Regions from separate parts of the Siniperca chuatsi genome. Here region 2 is linked to region 1. The links are chromatin contacts, called in public Hi-C maps. All regions are on one chromosome and are shown on one strand. Each heading gives the region's core, a stretch centred on a gene start, on an enhancer-like site or on the middle of the called end of the contact. The rest is flanking DNA. Distances are from core to core; before and after follow the strand shown.

Evidence for each region. Hi-C and Micro-C count contacts between places; a contact is called where the count stands out from the background.
Region 2: a contact with region 1 is called in a Hi-C map of skeletal muscle, with 1.7 times the contacts expected there. The contact joins the promoter of pim3 here to the enhancer-like site in region 1. A contact is called at or near these places in 2 of 3 Hi-C or Micro-C datasets (liver and skeletal muscle).

The regions. Positions count from the first base shown.
Region 1 is chrLG23:14,653,611-14,657,529 of ASM2008510v1, reverse strand. No RefSeq gene overlaps it. Among protein-coding and RNA genes, the nearest start is that of LOC122871343, 42 kb to the left of the region's middle. Within about 2 kb of position 2,454, the one cell type or tissue checked has an H3K27ac peak away from gene starts, as active enhancers do. A contact at or near this core is called in liver, where this site is marked.
Region 2 is chrLG23:14,715,121-14,718,646 of ASM2008510v1, reverse strand. It overlaps pim3 (serine/threonine-protein kinase pim-3), which reads right to left and starts at 1,423. Exons shown (of 6, transcript XM_044186489.1): 1 at 724-1,423; 2 at 392-501; 3 at 193-243; 4 at 1-39. The coding sequence starts at 811.

The DNA of each region.
Region 1 (3,919 bases), core at 1,205-3,704:
TGTGTGTGTACATGTGTGTAAAAACGTCTGTTTCAAACCTTCAATGTCTCCTGCTTTTTAAAGCTCAGTAAATGGAGTGTGAAGCATGATTTCACTGGTTTCATGTGACTGGCAGACTTAATGACGGGATCTCCAAGAATTCACACCTCCTCTTCTAAAGATGCAACATTATGCTAATGTTTACCAGTTTTGGTTACATTTAACTTGAAATGATGCACATTATACCAACACCATAAGCACATTATAACCAGAATGTGATTATAAATTAGCTGAGTCTGTTAATCAGTTATTTACATTGAATTTATTCACCATAAAATGTAAAATGCATGATTATACAATATTTTTACCACACATATGATATTCAGAAACTCTCATGGTCTAAAAACATGGTCTATGTCTATATGTATTCAAAACAAAAATGTGTTTTTAACATAAAGAGAGTCTGTGAATTTCAATCTTATATTTTTACTTTTCTTGTGCATTAGTATCCCATTGTTTTACTGTTTTTGCTGTCTTGTTAATCTTGTGAATTTCTTTAGCCCACCTGTAAAGCAATATGTAGTGCAGTAACCTGTCTGAAAGGTTCTATGACAATGGAATTTGATTGAATAATAGATTACGGATAGACACATTTGCCATTGGGGGTATTAAAAATCTTTCACCATCTAGTTATGGGACATACCAAGAAAACAATAGCATGCTTGTGTTTGTGCTACATACCATATTATTAATGTTATAATTGTTGGTATTGTTATAATTGTAGGTTGGTGTCACATTTTAAAATGATTAGACTTGTAAACATACAACACGCGGTAATTCTGATAATCCCTCTAAGATTACAAACCCAAGTCACATGCCTCGATTTATAAAAACCCACTGGCAGCTGCCATGGCTTGGCATGTGGAGATCGCAGGTTTTATTTATAGCCTATGTGTGATTCTCGTGCCCTATCAAACATCAGATGCTGATATAAATATATGTATATGTAAAATGACTCAGTATGACTGCCTCCCGGTTCACTGTTCCAAAGCATGCTGGACTCTCACCATCCCTTGCCACAGCTGTGACAGAATTGTTTACAGCATGATAAATGAATATACAATGATGAATGTACTGTATACATGTGGGGTGATATGTGTAGTCTACTTTCTATTAAATGTCTCACAGACTCCCATGCACTGACTGTGAAGCCATGCTGTTCAAGTGTCATCTGCAAAAGTATTTTACCAAGGCTACAAATTTCTGTACATTAATTTTACATGGCAAATGATCCAGAAACAGTGAACACTGAGACACTGCATTCAGTACTCAGTATTCAGAGCTGAACATACAGCATCCTTAATGAAGCACTACAGAGGTCTAAGGGAAGGATTTGTCTTCATTCTGTACTGAAACTCAAAACTATAGAGAGAATAAAGAGAGAATAAAGTGAATTTTAGCTTAGCATAAAAACTGGAAAGGGTTAAAAAAAATTCCACCTATCAGTACTCTAAAGCTTTCCGTTGGTTGCCAGGCAACCATACGGTGACAACAAGACTCCCGTAAAAGCGCAAATTGTTGTTTTTTCACTTTGGTTTTTGTATGGATTGAACAAACAAGATGTAACGTGTTAATTAGTGAGCTTTAGAGGTGCTGCTCAACAGATCTTTGCACTATTAGACAGAGCCAGGCTAGTAGCTGCCCCATTTCCAGTCTTTATACTAAGCTAAGCTAATCACCTGCTGGTTCTAGCTTCATATTTAGCATACAGACATAAGAGTGGTATCAATCCTCAATCCCAACTCTCAGCAATAAAACAATATGTCTATTTCCCAATATGTCAAGCTGTTCCTTTAAAGAGCCACGCAGCCTGACAGGCAATATGTAGGTAACTACTATGTATAGTGAAGCAAAACAAGATTTTTCAACATGGATTGGCATAATGAAGGCAAAACATGATCCGGGTCCAAAGGGACAGAGGTATGCTTTAACTTTTGTTTAACTGTTGTCACACCGACCTGCTGTTACTATTACTATTTGGCCACAGCTCACCGTGGAGGTTTGGTCATATCTGCAGGTATCAAGGTGCCAGCTCTGCCCTGCAGTGCCTCTCTCTGAGCTCCTGGAACATTCTAGCGAAGGCCCAGAGGAGGAGGAGGAGGAGGAGGAGGAGGCTGCAGTGTTCACAGTGCGTTGCTATGAACAGCCGTCCTGTCTGTCCCTTGGCATGGACGACACAAACACACACACACACACACACACATAAAACACACAATCAAAGCAATGCAGTGAGTGAGCAAGTCCATGAGACTACATTAAGGAGAGCTGGGCAACCCTGTGAGTGCCAGCCGGACCTGGACAGTGTATCTATGTGTGTGTATGTGTGAAGGGGAGACTAAGAGCGACTCTGGGTTCTTGCCAGTCAGAGAGGCTGCTAAATATGTCTCTCTTTGGAACACCGAACAGAGCTAACAGGGGTTATTCCAGGACACACTCTTCCCCTCCTCTGCCGCTCTGTCTCGATGTTTCTCTCTCGGTCCTTTCCTTTCTCCCTCTGCGGTCTAATATAGAGCTCATTTTGTGTCTGTTTCTAGGTGCCAAGGCCAGGGGGGATTGTGTGTTTGTGTGTGTGTGTATGCCAGCTGAGGCTGCTGATGCTGTCTCGACGACTGCTTTATTTTGGCTCTAGTTGCCATAGCGACCCAGTGGGACTTTCAGTGTGTTTGAACCAGTCATGCAATCAATGCTAACCAACAACAGCAGCAGAGTTGTGTGTGTGTTTGTGTAGTATAGCACTGTATCTGTGCAATGTGTAGCATATAAATGGATTCCACGCTTTTGAATGAATTGTCTGAATGTGTTTTTTACATCACATGAACTCAGATCATGAACGTATTTATGTTTCGGCTTTATATTACAACACAGGTGGATTACCGTAACAAAGTGACAAAATTACAACACAGTTAAATATTTAAGTTTGTCTCAGTTTTCTCGTAAAGCTCTTATCAGTTCACACTACTAACCTCCCACCTTTTACCCTGTGAGGAAAATGGGGCCTTATCCCAGAACACGTCAATAGTGGAAAGGCCAACAGTTACACAAGAACTGTATTCCAGTAAAGCCGCAACCTCTCTGCCAAGCATTACCGTGGGTTATACTCACTGTGAGGGCAGCTTTGTACAAATCAATAGAATATTGCACTACAGGCGGGCAGACACCACCTAAACCCAAAGTTGGTTAGTTTCATGTTTTTATTAGGTTTTTTTTGTGTGTTTACATGACATCTCCAGAACATTTTAAAGTATTAAGCTGATGCTCTGCACTACAGTGGCTTACAGTCTATTCAGGTACAGAGTCAGTGTCTCGCACAAGGACGCTCCAACAAAAGACGTAGCTATTTCTGATACACTGCATCCATTCAGTAAGCTGAATGTGCTAGGTTCTTATTGTTGTAAAACTCAGGTTGGTTCTAAAGTAAGAAATTCAGACTTTTCATCACAAGTTGTTCTCACTGAGAACTGTGACTGTATTATTTGTAGAACTCAATGTACAGTTTATATTTTCTTTCATGTCTCAAAAGACATTGCCCATTAATGTACCTGTGCTGCACTATAGAGCTATACTCTGGATTAGAGCACTCTCATGTTAAGTAAAAACAGCATCAATCTATCCTTGTGCACTGTGAAATGACAGCACTTGCAACATGAATCTAGGGATGGTAATGTCCATCTCTCGGTCAATTGGCCGGTTCAACACTTTAGTCCAGACTGAAATATCTCAACAGCTATTGCATGGACTGCCATGAAATTTTGTACAGACATGCATGGTCCCAAGAGGATGAATCCTACTGACTTTAGTTACACCCTGACTTTTCCTCTAGCTCCACCATGAGGTTCATATTTTTGTTTTTTAGTATTTTATCTTGACAAGTATTGGATGG
Region 2 (3,526 bases), core at 174-2,673, 62 kb before region 1:
CTTCAGCAGCAGGATCTCCAAAGGCACCATAGCCCCGTTCTGTAACAAATAAGGAGAATTGATTAAGTATTTTAGGATAAGCTAGCCATTCTGCCTTTATATCATCACAACACCTCCACCCAGCAGCAGGCGTGGGGGTGGGGGGGGGACCAAAACAAACCACACACACAGAGATCGGGGATGAGTACTTACAATTGTGCCCCACTCGGTCACCCTCTCCTTCGCAACATGTTTCACAGCGACCTGAAATAACGCAGTAAAGAAGAAAAATCGTAAGCAAATGCTTCAGATGTTGTGGGGAAGTCACATTACATTCCCCGGTGGTGAATAAGTACGCCCGGCTTTGATGGCGGCACATGTACCATCAAAACATCCCAGTCCACATCCTTACCGGTGCGCCATCAGAGATCCGGCTGCCGGCATACACTGTTCCAAATCCTCCGCTGCCCAGCACGGATCCCACTTGGTAAACCTTTTCGAAGGGCTCCTTTTCCACTTTAACTGCAAGGAAAAGTGAAAAATGTTAAGGTAAGCGCAATATTTCTACAACAAACCATGGCGTCGTGCTCGCGCAGCTTTACGAGCCGGTCAGCTGCAACAGTAGCAGCTTGAGTTACTCTAAATTTATCAAGCAGAGTAAATATACGTTTCTCAAACCACTTCTCAGTTGTCAAATCAAATATAAAGGCGGTGAGAAGGCAACGTTCAGTGACGGCAACCTACCTGGCTGGAGCTGTATTTTCACTGGTAGATGGTCCATACTTGAAGGATTGCAAATATGCGAAAATGAACCAAACTTTGACAGCAACATATTCAAACTGAAAAGCCGGCGCAGACGATCCCTATTCACCCGTTGGGAGTCAGAAGAACCAATATAGTCAGATGAGAAGTGAACTCATGCGCAGTATAAATGGTGGTGCAGACCGTCTTGGCTTCAAGCGAATAAATATATCCAGTCCAGCAGTGCGCCAACTCCGCCGCACCGCGCCCGTCAAAGTCGTGTCACGACCGTGAAGTCGTACACTGTTTCCCAGAAAACCGGCATGAAATCTGGCTTCTGTGTCTCGACTCAAGCACAACAGACGAAAACAGTCCTCTTTAGTAATAAAAAAAAACCCACTACACTCCGATGTGTATAGTAGCCGTATCAACAGTAGAGTGCGTTTAAATGCCCTCCGCAGTGTGCTGTTATCCCGATGAGTGGCCGCTGTCTGAGCTTTGGCGCGGTCTCCCCAAGCCAATATTTTGACGCGCAGTGGGATGGTGGTATCCCTCCGCCACCAATACAAGTCGACACGTTCGCTCAATACCAGCGATAATTCGTCACTTTTTACTAGATACACATGTACACTAAACTACTGGGCACGTATAGTTATTGAATCGTATTTTTATTCGAACATGTCATTGAAATAATCATTTTTACCGCGCACTACTTTCTCATAGTACGAGACGCCCAAGAATCCCTTGTCTGGAAGCTTTGCGGTGTTCACTATCGACACGGAGGCGACGACCAATTAGATGTCGTATATAAATACTGTGTTTCGTATCTGGACCAATCCAGAAAAAGTTATTATAATAAAGCAGGCATTTGAGCGCACGTGGCGGCAATTCTGAGACGTCCTCTCCCCTCCCTTTTCCTCCGCAGCTCTGCAGTGAGAGATGGAAAGAGAGTTTATGATCGGAGGGGAAAGTTCAGTTTATAGTGTAATTCTCCACAAACTACTGATTATCTCTTTCAAGTTGTTCTCAGCTATGAAGTGTGTACCTAAACTCACTTGTGTTATTTGTTTACCTTAGAGTATGCTGCCCTCCAGAATTCCCTACACTTAAAAATGAGCAGTTTGACTGTTATGATTGTCATACAGTTGAGACTAATTATTTAAAGATCTAAAAAAGAGTCTATCCATACAAAAGAGATGACAGTTAATTATATGTTTTTGTTTAACCTTTATGTAACCAGGAAAGTCTTACTGAGATTAAAAATCGCTTTTTCAAGTGTCCTAACCAAGAAGGGCAGCCATAACAATGAGTTACAGACAAGCAACATATGACAAATGACACTAAATATACCAAAAGTAAATTACATTTATTATACAAATAACATAAATATTTACACAGCCCAAGCAGTCCAAAAAACATAAAAATAGCTAATTAAGACCTAAAACTGAGGCACATTAGATTCTAAAATACCCCAAAACATCAGCACCCAGACAGAAATTTGAAGGATGATACATAATAATGATACATGAGAACACTATGTCATGCATTGACATGAGTACTATGAAAACAAAATAGCACGGTATCATGATAATATGAATAGCACATGAAAACACAATCAGATGGCCAAGGTTTGTGGAGCCAGCTGTCCCATTTCAGAAGGTAAACTTTCCAGTTGTACTGTTACACATCTGACATGACCGTGGCTCTCGGTGAACTTTCCACTTTATATCTTCTGCTAGCTCTGATAACCTGCGTGTGTATGTATGTGTATGTGAGCACTAACCAAACAGAAGCATCAGAGAGTTCCAGGGAACCTTATCTTGCTATAGGCCTGCCAACTGCAAAGTTATGTAAATGTGCACGCACACACACACACACACACACACACACACACACACAAACACACAAACACGCAGGCTGCATATGAGAGTAGAGTACAGCCTGTGGGCTAACCTGCAGTGATGCTCTGTATTCAACTTATGATAATTTACACTGCTTCATGTTTTCAGTGCATTGTAACTCGTAAAATGCATGCAACACATTTGTGCATGGCTTTATTTTATTTTTCAGCATATATATATTAAAAAAGTAACAAAGTGTGTGTTCCCCTAAAGAAAATGTGTCAAGAGGACACATAAATGGTATGGTATTTGCATTTTAAAGGATATACTACTATGTTCATGCAGATTGTGTTGGGGCATATGGAAGAACCCTGAAGGGTTGATTTGCTTTTATCTTATAAAACATTTGCATAAATGACAAAGAGTTCAATGGTTTATTGGATTATGCTTGAAAGAAAATGTGTTCAACCCTGCACCAGTGTTAGCAACAGCCTATTCCCTGCAGGAAAACCTTCCACCTCTCCTGCATGCTCATTCCTTGGTCATGGGTTTATTTTTAGATTTAGATTTTTAGAGGCACTGTGGCTCTGGCCCATACAGTTGTTATTAGTAATTGCTTGTAATACCGTAGATCTTTGAAGAAAAGCTTCTTCTTTTTAATAAAAAATGTTCTTTCACTCCGAAATTCTTTGCAAAAGCCAAATCTCCTGCACCTTTCCATGTGAGGCTCGCCAGTATTTCCATGCGTTTCCTCCCACAGTCCAAACAGAACATCTCAGGTGAATCGGAAATACTAAATTGCTTGCAGTTATATGCTTGAATAAGTTTTTATGTCTATGGTTCTTATCCAAAAACCGGTCTCTCCTCATTTGCACTTCTATATAGAGTGTCACTTCACATGAAGTCACACTTGCAGCTGAGGAGGGCACTCTGTATCGCAGAGAAAGGTATGAAAAATGGTATGT